2 separate regions of the Canis lupus genome follow, and region 1 is linked to region 2. Evidence: chromatin contacts called from public Hi-C data. All regions are on one chromosome and are shown on one strand. The core of a region is the stretch at or near the end of the contact, and the rest is flanking DNA. Distances in the headings are between cores, read along the strand shown.

Evidence for each region. Hi-C and Micro-C count contacts between places; a contact is called where the count stands out from the background.
Region 1: a Hi-C map of skin fibroblasts shows a contact between it and region 2, with 4 times the contacts expected there. The contact joins the enhancer-like site here to the promoter of CALM2 in region 2. A contact is called at or near these places in 2 of 9 Hi-C or Micro-C datasets (amygdala and skin fibroblasts).

Annotation. Positions count from the first base shown.
Region 1 is chr10:50,485,218-50,491,126 of UU_Cfam_GSD_1.0, forward strand. It overlaps LOC102155086 (a long non-coding RNA gene), which reads left to right. Exons shown (of 8, transcript XR_005365900.1): 7 at 3,992-4,161. All of the region lies in intron 1 of LOC106559416 (a long non-coding RNA gene), which reads right to left. Among named protein-coding and RNA genes, the nearest start is that of EPCAM, 52 kb to the right of the region's middle. Within about 2 kb of position 2,629, at least 4 of the 20 cell types and tissues checked have an H3K27ac peak or open chromatin away from gene starts, as enhancers often do.
Region 2 is chr10:50,364,283-50,370,070 of UU_Cfam_GSD_1.0, forward strand. CALM2 (calmodulin-2) reads right to left here and starts at 1,870. Exons shown (of 6, transcript XM_038551229.1): 1 at 1,740-1,870. The coding sequence starts at 1,742. It overlaps LOC102155086 (a long non-coding RNA gene), which reads left to right and starts at 2,171. Exons shown (of 8, transcript XR_005365900.1): 1 at 2,171-2,492; 2 at 3,065-3,290; 3 at 3,752-3,850.

The DNA of each region.
Region 1 (5,909 bases), core at 1,379-3,878, 120 kb after region 2:
AGTCTCATGACACTAAGATCATGACCTGAGCCAAAACCAAGAGTTGGATGCCCAACTGACTGAGCCACCCAGGTGCCTCTGCCCACTTAACTTTTTGTGTCCAGTGTCCCCAGCTCCCTGCTTATCTTCCTTAATCCCCTCACCCTCATTCCATTCCCATTTTACCCTTCCAGTTAACTTGAAAAGTTATTGGAGGGGCAGATGGGTGGTTCAATCAGTTGGGCATCCAGCTCTTCGTTTTGGCTTGGGTCATGATCTCAGGTCATGATCTCAGGTTGTTATCTTGGTGGTCATGGGATGGACCCCCACATTGAGCTCTGCACTGAGCAAGGAGTCTGCTTGAAAAAAATCTCTCCCTCTGCCCCTTCCCCTGCTCTCTCTCTCTCTCTCTCTCAAATCTTTTTTTTAAAAAGAGCTATTGGAAAGACTACAGACTTTGCAATCAGATCTGGATTCAATTCCCAACTAATTATGTGCACTTGGGCCAGTTACAAAACCCATTTGAGCCTCAGCTTCTTTATCTATAAAATGGGGATAAAAATGAGACCTAACTGAAATAATAGCACTTAGCTGATAGGGTTGCTGTAATAATTAAACAAAAATTTGCACAGAGTATCACGCATCTAGTAGGTTTCAATAGATGCAGATCCTACCATTTTTCTCTCTGGAAAGTGCTGCTTCCATTTATTTAAATCCTAGTACACATTTGAATCATATCTTTCTTTTTCTATATGTCTGAGTATTAACACTTTTGTTGTTGTTGTTGCAGAGCATTGCTATATCTTGAGCAGTCCCCAGGAGGGTTTGTTTCCTGAACCCACTGATCTTAGAAAATGCTCAGTCTTGGAGGGGCAGGCAGCAGGGAGGCCAAGCTGTGTGAAAGAGAGCAGGGTGCCCTGGCTTTATGCATGTTTGATGGGTAGCCTGCTGGGACAAATGGTAGTGAGTTCTGGGGACACATGTATCGATGCCTCATTGACATCAAAGACACAACAGGATGCAGCCACCTGCCCTTGAGCCTAGAGAGCCAGGGTCTCCTGCCCTGCCCAACATTGAATCTCCTCATTATTCTTCCACATTCTGTTCTTTCCTGAAAAGCTTGGGTCATCCGTTTCCCTCTGGCTGCTGTCACAGACCTCAATATGGTGAGCGCTTTGCTAAAGGGAACAGCAGCCTCTTGGACAGCCAGATGCCCACTGAAATGGCAAAGAAGTGCCGCTCAGGTGACACTGGCTCTCCTCTTGGGCAGGGGTGGCTCCCAGGTCCATGTGAACACTTGCACCATTCCGAGGGCAACCTCTTCTGTGTCTCCGTTGTCTACTCCTCTAAAACCCCACACTCTGAGGCAGAACCTCTTAACTTCTTAGCCTTTGTTTGGAAAGAAAGTGTGAAATCTCTGTGCATTTTGAAGCAACAGAGCGGAGTCCCAACCAACAGAGAGCTCACTTCTTTATATCACACAACGGACCATGACTGTGAAGCCTCGTCCCTGTGGCACCTCCCTCACCAACTTTTGCAATCTTTCACAATCAACCAGTCCAGCCTTTGAAGCTCAGAGTGTGTAGGTCAGAGCCTGTTCAATGCTATGGCGGGAGGTGGGGGTGTCTGGTCTTGTGCTGGGGACAGTGGTTAAAATATTTGAAAGCTAGCCCTCCCCGGGAGGGAAAGACAATTCCTAAAAGAATCCAGGGGCACCTGGGTGGCTCAGTTGATTAAGCATTGGACTTTTGATCTCAGCTCAGGTCTTGATCTCAGGGTTGTGAGCTCAAGCCCCATGATGGGCTCCATGCTGGGCATGCGGCCTACTTAAGATGATAAGAATAATAGTAGGGACGCCTGGATGGCTCAGCGGTTTAGCCTCTGCCTTCAGCTCAGGGCGTGATCCTGGAGTCTCAAGATGGAGTCCACATCGGGCTCCCTGCATGGAGCCTGCTTCTCCCTCTGCCTGTGTCTCTGCCTCTCTCTGTGTATCTCTCATGAATAAATAAAAATAAAATTTAAAAAAAGATAATAGTAGTAGTAATAATAATAATAAAAGAAGAGTTTAGATGTCTTTCTCTGGTCTGTCAATAAGTCATCTTTGTAATAGATCAAAAGCATATGTTGGTATTAACACTTTAATTATCAAAAATCTTTTTTACTACAAAAGTGTTAATTTGCTGAAAACCCAGAGAAGCAAAAAGGAAACATAAAAAACACCACAACCTCCCCCCCCACAGTCTGCATGTTTACCTTAACAGCCAATTGTTGAACAGTATAAGCTAGGCACAGTGCTAAGCCTATTATGTGCAATTTTAAATTAAATCCACACAACACTATACAACAAGTACTATTTAAATCTCTAACAAATGATTAAACAGTTTCAGGGTAAGTGTATAGCCAGTAAGAAGCACCCATGCCTCTCAACTTGGACTATAAGACTTTATTCTCTGTTAAGGGACCTTCAAGCAGCAGAGATGATATTTGGGAGCTGGGAGCCCTTTCCAGCCCCAAAATTCCAACCCCTTAGCAGCCTCTGTCTCTAGAATCCTCTGCCTGGTTGGACACCACTGTCCACACCCACCTGCCCACCTGTGCCAGCTTCTGCAGTTGCTTTGTCTTTGCCAGCTGCCATAGCAACACATTTGCATGTGATCTTTGGGGCTTCTACACAGCCTGGACAGAACTCTTGCTGGTAGGGCCACTGATACAGGAGCCAGAGGGCCTGCTTATCACTACCTTGCAAGGTGACCTTGGACAAGATCCTAGGGAGTCCCTATCTCTCATGGGAATGATAGCAATCAGTTTTTTCCTGTGGTTCTAAAGGAGATAAAGTATACGAGACCAGCCAGATAGTTTAAAGATTTATTTATTTTAGAGAGGAGAGAGTGCCCACAAGCGGGGCCAAGGCAGGTGGGGGCAGAAGGAGAGGAAGAAAGAGAGAATCTCAAGCGGACTCATTGTGGAGCACAAAGCCTGACACAGGGCTCCATCTCAGGACTCTGAGATCATCATGACCTCAGCTGAAATCAAGAGTCAGACACTTAACCAACTGAGCCACCCAGGTGCCCTAAGACCACCCAGATAGTCTAAATGTCATATAATAGACAGTTACTAAAAAAAATAATAAAATAAAAAAATAATAGACAGTTACTAAGAAGGCAAGAGAAAGTTGTATATAACATATTTACAAGTTCAAAGGGCATTTGATAACTCGAGATTATGAGGCTGACCAACTGATACTAAAGCTGCAGAACAGGGAAAGGCAATGCATATTGACAGAAAATTTACCTGACATGCCAACCCAGAGTAGGTAAGTTCCCCGTGACATTGGATGGGGGGAAGCTGGAACCCTACGGGTGAGAGTGAGATTGGGCTAGAGTCAGGGGAGCCTGCACTGAGAACAGAATCCTGATCTCTCATCTGCTCTGAGGCAACCCTTCCTGGAAGAGCCTGAGTCCCATAATTCCAGCCTGTCTATTTTGGACTTTTTGGAACCTGGGGAAACACCCTATGGACTTTGTCTCTTTGAATCTCAGAATAAGAAGACTAAACTGAGGGATGCTTGGGTGGCTAAGCATCTGCCTTCAGCTCAGGTCCTGGGATGGAGCCCCACATCGTCGGGCTCCCTGCTCAACAAGAAATCTACTTCTCCCTCTCCCTCTGCTACTACCCCTTGCTTGTGCTCTTTCTCTCTTTCTGTTAAATAAATAAATAAGTAAAATCTTAAAAAAAAAAAAAAAAAAAGAAGACTAAACAGAAATAAGAGAAGAGAGTGGGCCAAGGAGTGGCTGTCCAAACCAGAGGGTGAGTCCTTCTGATTTCCACACCTAAGCATGTCAGCCCCCCCAGCCGAGAGTGCTCAGATCAAGCTGCTCACTTGCGGCCTCATGGCCTTCTGGATCTAATGCCCTGTGGTTTTAAATAGCCCTCTCCTGCAACAGGAAGGAGAAACTACCGTATTTCTTCAGGGCTTCAACAGGCTCTTAAAACAATGCTGTTTCTGTTTCAGATAATGCTACCCTGAAATGACCTGCCCATCCAGACTGCTGCTCACGCACCCAGTCAATAATTAATTGACCAACTAACAATCTTCGAAAGGACATTGCTAAAGGCCCAGTGCTTGTGTCACACCGGGGAGGTTACCCAGAGGTTCACAATCCTGCCGCTGGCCTCGAGGAGGTTAGCCTCCAGATGGTGTTTGAGTCACCTTGGAGCTCACCATGGGCACAGGAAAAAAAAAAACAGTACAGTAAATGCCTTCCTTGGTGTCAGCCTGAGGACATTTGCCTATTCCGGAAATGTTTACCGGGGATTGCACTGTATGGAGCCTTACACCGCGTGCAGCTGCTTTTGTGGTTGTTATTGTCCTTGTACATTTCCACGGGCAGAGAAAGGGGCCGCAAGGAAGATTCCTGGGCTCCCCCTGTGGGTCAGCACGGTCCCAGCAGCCTCGCTGGGGTTATTCATTCTTACATCACCCGGTGGGAAGCTTCAGGATTCTGCGGTGCAGAGGGAGCCGGCAGCTCTGAGGGGTGGGAGTGCAGTGCTCACGGGGCTGGAGCTGCGAGTGCGGGTTTGTGAGCTATGTGTTGTAGGCGTGGGCGATAATGTGGCACAGCAGGTTCCAGCTCATGAAGGGCCTTGGGTGCTGGCTAAGGAGGGGGACTTTCCTGGGAGCTGCAGGAGCTGCTCAAGGGCAGGACTGATCTGATCAAGTCTGCAGGGAAGCACAGTAGCATCTGCATGAGGGCTGGCAGGGCGAGGGGGTGGGATTGCAGACGACCAGAAGAGAGGGCTCTGGAAGGGCAAATCTCTTGTCCCTCCCCTCCTCCCCACACACAGAAGAATGGTCTTTGGACTCAAATGAATCATCTTAATAACCCAGTTTTAAATTTTATACCGAAGTCAGTAGCCTCTGTATTAATTTGGATAATCAAAATTAGCTAAAGTCCATGAGGGGAGCTTGTGCCGTGGGCAACCGCCTTGGTAGGAGGCTGCTATGAGGACAAGAGTGACAAGATTTGGCACTAGTGCTGAGGGGGTGCCCAGGGGGAAGGTGCCAATTGTGGATTTAGGCAGACTTGAGTTTGAAATCTGACTCAGCAGCCATTTACTAGCCATAAGACCTTGAAAATGTCATTTAATCTCTCTGATCCCCTTTCCCTCACCTGTAAAATAGGTTTCATCGTTCTTCTCTTGCGTGATTATGGAATTAAGAGTATTCAAAGTGCCTAGCACACGGTTGGCACTCGGTGAACGTAGCTAGAGCGTGTCACCCCTGGGCCTGGTTGCTCACAGTGATGGCTGTCACCAGCCTGGCTCTGCCCTGTAGAGCAACAGCGCCCTTTAGTGGCCGAACAGGGAGTGACAGGTCTTCCAGGCTCCCGGCCCCGCTCCTGCCCCACCACCCCACCACCCATAGGTTAGAAGTCTCCTTTGTCCTCCACAGTCAGAGCTGACAACCTCTCAGACCCCAGCCAGCATGCACCTCTCAGAAGAGCCCGAACCCCACTGCGGTCAGCAGCAGCTCCACTGTCCCCGTACTGAAGGACCTCACACCCAGTGGGTTCTGAGCCTTGGGCTAAGAAGAAAACACAATCTGTAGTAGTCAGGGAACAGCTTTCTAGGGATGGCCATGACCTCCAACCCCTCCTACCCTACCCCCGAGAATAGTGTGAGTGGAAAGCAAAATGCCAGCTGCACAGCCAGGCGTTCCCCAGCAGAACAAGGAGGGAAGCCATTCAGCAAACACTGGACACCCACCCCGGCCCCTGGTTCCCACTAGGCTGCAGATACCACAGCCAACACACAAAGCCCTGCCCTCAGGTAGCTGACTATTTAGTGAGATAAGGACATTGGCCGAATAATCACCTGGATACATAATTGCAGACCATAATAAGGTTATGAAGGAAAGGTTCATCCAGAAC
Region 2 (5,788 bases), core at 620-3,119:
ATTCGAGTTCCTGATTCAAGTATGAGACTGATTAGGTAAAAATTTTACCGTTCATTTAAAAACATTTTTAAAAACTTATTGCACAATTTAGAACCTTGATTCCATGCTTATAATGTAATCTGAAAGTAAATCCAACCAGTATGTTTGAAGTCAGGAAAAAATAATTTAAAAAATCAAAATAGAATGAATGCATCAAACTTGAATGAACACTAGTTTTAACCAAGGTGAACTCCTCTCCCCACACCCATACAAGCTGGAGGTTTCAGTTGGCAAGGACTCCCAACTCCTGTTTAAGATGTCACCTTGCCTTCTAGACACACCCATCGCTGTAACCACTTGGCAGACGGAAACACAAAATAGGTATTGCAAATTACCGCCCTCATTAGATTTTTTTTTTTTTAAGCAGGAAAAAAAAACCAGGAGTTCCGGTCTCAACTGATGACAGGAAAATGCTTTTGAAAAATCCCCTGCTCCCCCTGCCCCCGGTACACCCTTCCTTCACTACAGTATTTGACAGCCACTACTGTGCAAATGCATTGGACGGCATGTAACCGTGGTCTAGCATTTTCTATACGGAAATACGACTCCTTTTCCACGGAGCTGGAGCTGGAGCTGGAGCGGGGGCAAGGCTGTGGTTAACATCAGGAGTGCACGTGGGTCCTCCATAGAATACAGACGCTGCTTACGGGAGGATAAAAGCCAGTCGCGCCGAAGCCTGCCTTCGGTGAGCGACTAGAGAGCCTTTCAGACCCAAGCCGGAGCAGAGGGCTGTAACGAGACGCGCAGAGGATGCGCCAGACTTCAGGTATAAAAAGCTCATTCCCTTCAACCAACGACGGAGCCACTTAAGATAAATTTGTTGTTCAATGTCCAGCCCGGGGAGCAGGAAAAGGCCCCAGATGGAGTGGGGAAGATTCAGGATCAACCGAGCTTCCTTCTCGCCACCCGGAGCGGGGGAGGGGGGGGAAGGGGGATGGGAACCTGCCAGGCCGCCCTCCCCCCCCACCCATCCCCAACCGGCCGGCCCCGCCGCGCCCTCCGCAGCCCTGCAGGTGCCAGCGCAGCAGCTGGGGCGCGAGCCGAGCGGGCGGCGGCCCCGGCCACGCCGCCCCGCCCCCCCCCCCCCCGGCCGCTCCCCGCGCCGCGCGGGCTCGGCCCACACAGCGCGCCGCGCCCGCCCGCGCGCCCCCCGCCCCCCGCCCGGCACGCGGGGGATGCGGGCTAACGGCGGCGCTGGCGCTCGCCCCGGGCCTCGCGCTCCCTCCCGCCCCCTCGGCGCATGGCGGCCGCGAGCGGACAAAGGCGCTTCCTGGCGCCAGCACTAACCGTCCGTTGGGCTTTTGAATCCGGCCCCGGCACTGACCTTCCGAGATGCCCGACCCGAGGCGCCTGCCCGCCCGCTCCCCGCGCCCTTCCACTCTCTCGTCTGCACCATGTGCTGGGCCGCCCCCCGCCCGGAACCGCCCTCCGCCTCACCCCGCCGAGCCCCTGAGGAGCTCCGCCGCCTCGCGGGCAACGCTCCCGGCCCCCACAGCGCTAGAGCGCTCCTCCCGGAGGAGGACGGCGATGGGGAGCACCTGCGACGCAGCCGCCGCGGCGCCCCCAGGCTCTTTCGCGCCAACCTTCCGGCGAAGACCACTCCGGAAGGGGGTGGGGGGAGCAACGTACCCCCCCAGACAAGTTTCCTTCAGCCTCGTCCCCCCTCAGGCCGAGCGCCGGCAGCTCAGCGGCGCACTCACCATGCTGCAAGCGCTACCGGTCTCCGAGAAGCGGCCACACAACCAGTCAGCTCGCTCGCCCCGCTCGGACTAATTCTCCTCCTCCGCCCCCAGCGCCTCATAAACACCTCCCTCCGCCAGATCCCTCCGCCGCACGCCAGATAACGGAACAGCGCAAACGAGTCCCGGCTAAGCCCCCTCCTCTCCAGCTCGGCTCGGACTCCTGTCTCCACTGTTACGGACTCGACGAAGCAAAAGAGAAAGGGAAGTGGGCGAGCGGATGACGTAAGTGGGTTTCACTGCTCAGCGAGCCCGGGTACCGGCCGGTGGAGTCGCGCCCGCGGGGCGCTACTTTGCGGCGCGGAGGAGCATCATGGTGGCGGCTCGCGGCCGAGGATCGTTGAGTCGGCCTCTGATTGGCTGGTTCGTACCTGCAATGCGTCACTCGGGGCTCGCAGCCGCCGCCGGGACGCGGTGCGGCTTCTGCCGTTGCTGCTCGGGCCGCGCTGCCCTGGCAACTGCGCCAGGCGGCAGAGTCGCTTCCCCTGCGCCTGGCCGGAGAACCTTTCTCCCCCACCCATGCTGCCCTCCCACACTCACACACACACGCTTTCCCGCCTCTCCCCGGTACAGGCGGAGGCGAAAACACCTCAGGCGGAGAGAGAACGACGCCGAAAGACCCCGGAAACCTGTACCCCGCGCCCAGCCTCCCCGCCTCGTGGAGGCCACACATTTTTCAATTTTACTCCCTCACAAAACCCTATAAAAACCTAGGTAAGGAAAATGCAGCTGCTTAGCTGCGAGCCTAATCCAAAAGGGTTCTCCTTATCTTACGAGGGGTGCTTTCCCGGAAAAGTCCCTCAGAAACCACGGCATCAGGGATCCCGTGGGATCAGTTCCCGCCCCGATAGCCTTTTGGTGTCGTGGAATATAACAGGGTCCTCGGTTGGAGTCAGACCTGGGTGCAAGTGTTGGTTGGTCCACTTTCTTAGATGTGTGACCTTGGATGAGTCCTCTCGAGCCTCATAAAATGGAGGAGGTGATAATACTTCTCTGAAAAGGTTTTTGTAAGGATTAAAATGATAGGAATTTTAGAGTTAATGTGAAACGTTCAAGTATCTGGCTCAAGGTAGGTACCCAACAAGCGAGGGACCCTGTAATCAATTGGCCCTTTCGGGTCTCTGACCGCTCAGATTTAAGTGGACGTTTAAAAGACATGTTTAAGAGTCAGCTCCTTGGAACTGGAGCCCGTGTGCGCTGTTGGTGGGAATGTGAAATGGTACAACCACTACGAAAGTGAAAAATTAAAAGACAATTGCCATATCATGCAATAATTCCAATTCTAGGTATGTACCCAGAAGAACTGAAAGCAAGATCTTGAAGAGATGTTGATACACCTATTCTCAAGGCTGTGTTATTCGATATAGCTAAAACTTGGAAGCAACCCAAATGTCCGTCAGTAGATAAATGGATGAGCAAAATGTGGCATATACATACTTAAGAATATCATTCAGCCTCAAAAAAGGAAATTCTACAGGGTGTTGCAACATGGATGAACCTTGAGGACATGTGGTAAGTGACATAAACTAGTCACAAAAAGATAAAGATATTGTAGAATTCCATTTATGTGGGGTACTTAGAGTAATTAAAATCAGAGACAGCAGTTTACCAGGGATTTTCCAGTAGATTATTAGATAAGATAGTGGTTACCAGAGGGTGGAGCAGGGGGAATGGGGAGTTACTGTTTAGAGGGTATGGAGTTTCAGATCTACAGATGAAAAGACTTAGGAGGGTGGGTGGTGGAGATGTTTACACATTTTGAATGTGCTTAATATCACTGAACTGTGCACTTCAAAATGGCTAAGATGGTCAGTTTTATGTGTACTTTATCACACATATGCATTTTTTTTAATTAGCTCTTTGGTCCCACCCCAAATAAGCAAGGGTATGCATAACTTGAAATACTTAACAAGCAGATTGTGAACACCTACTGTATGAATTTGATGTTGACTATAATGTAATTGTTACCATAGAGGGAGCTTACAAGCCACAGAAGTTCCAGAAGGATTTCTAAAGAAGATCACTCCTAAACTGAATCTGATACAATAAATGACCTAGGAAACAAGCAAAAGGTAAGGAGGAAGAGAGAAGCAAATTCCAGGTGGAAGGAAGAACAGAGCAGAGGCCCAAAGACATGCGATTGCATGTCATGATGGAGGAGCTGTCAGTGATTTTAGGCATTACTAGAGCCAGCCAAACACAGGCAAGGGTTGCTGGGAAGTTAGAAAGGAGCTAGGGTTTAATGCTCAAACTGCAGTTCCTCAAGAAGGTTGTTGGTAGAACTAGTGTCCAGAAAGAATCATCTTAGGCTACAGTAAGCCTTAAAATTTCTCAGTGAAAAGCATTGGCTTATGGAGCCTTGAAATGTAAGCGAGCAGGATTTTTAGCAGGCCAAGGTGAAATCTTGCCTGCTGAGGAGAAGGTTGCCCATCAAGACCAAGACATTCTGTAACTGCTATCTGCACATACTTGGAAAGCTTCAGTGGAATTTAACCTCTTTTAGCCTATTTAGACATTTCTTCATACCATTGAAAGTATTTACTAGGCCAGGGATGGATCCTCTTTCTTTCAGTCATGCAAACCAGACATAAAGTGAGTACTCTTTCAATTAGTATTGGCAGCACTGTGACCTTCCTTTCAGTTGAATGACTCTTTAATGAAAACTCAGGACCCTGGATGCCTGGGTGGCTCAGTGGTTGGGTGTTTGCCTTTGACTCAGTGCATGATCCTGGGGTCCTGGGATTGGGTCCTGCATTGGTCTCCCTGCATGGAGCCTGCTTCTCCCTCTGCCTCTCTCTCTGTGTCTCTCATGAATAAATAAATAAAATCTTAGGAAAGAAAGAAAGAAGGAAAGGAAAGGAGAGGAGAGGAGAGGAGGAGGAAGAGGAAGAGGAGAGGAGAGGAGAGGGAGAGGAGAGGAGGAGGGGGAGGGGGGAAGGGGAAGAACTCAGGACCCTCATGCTTCTATTATCCTTACTAACTTAATACTGTAATGAGGCAGGGTCAGGGGAGGTAATTAGCTTTATCTCACAAATGAAATACCATTTAGAATATTACTTAATTGTAGGTACCTCTGCTTCAGAATCGAAGCTGGAGACAAGAGCCCTAAGGCCATAGTTCCACTACTCTGTGTTCTGGTAGCTCCCAAGTCTTTCCAAGGTATTTCTCAGAAATTTATCTATGATTCCTCCTCTGATGGAAGAGCCATCAACAATCTTTTCTCTCAGTCACTAAAAATATTCTCTCTTCACACAGTACCCCATCAGTATGCATAATTTTACATATAAAATTTTTAATGATAGGAAATTGAATGACAAAATGAATAATCACCTCTTCTAGAAAATGAATTTTTAAAAGGATTGATGTGTAACGTATAACAAGCACAAGCTTAAGTCTAACATACAAGTGCGTGCTTAGCATTGTATGTATTGGATCAAGCTTTTAAACAAATATTTGGTAATGAAATATGCCTGTTAAAGAGACTACAGGAAAGTTCTTGGTTTCTAGGCTGAATTTCAGTAAGCCTCTCTTGTAGAAACTTCCTTGCTGACCTCTCCAAGATGAGAAAAAATGAGAAAAAAGTCAAGACTTACATTTAAAGCCATTGTGGTTTATGTGTATTTGAGACTGTTCCAAGTCAATTTATTTATAGAGCATTTGTCTTCAACAAGATGACATACAGTGCAGCCTGAACTTTGGCAATTGCCAGCTGAGAAGCAAAGTTGATGACAGGCACCACACCACAGCCTAGGAGGTGGTTGGTTGTCTTTGTTTCCCTCTCTTGACTAGTGAGGTCTCACAGGTTTCTACCTTTGTCCACTTTGGGAAAATGAGAATGTGCTTCCTCTCCAGGCCTCAGTTCCTCATTTTGCAGAATACAGATAACACAAGTCCTATCCTTTGAGACTTCCTTCCCATAGCTTCTTTCCTCTAGCCAGCTGTCCTAACCAACAAGGACAGAGGACGATCAGACTGGCATTCTTGATTGTAGGGCCTGTGTGACTCTTGAC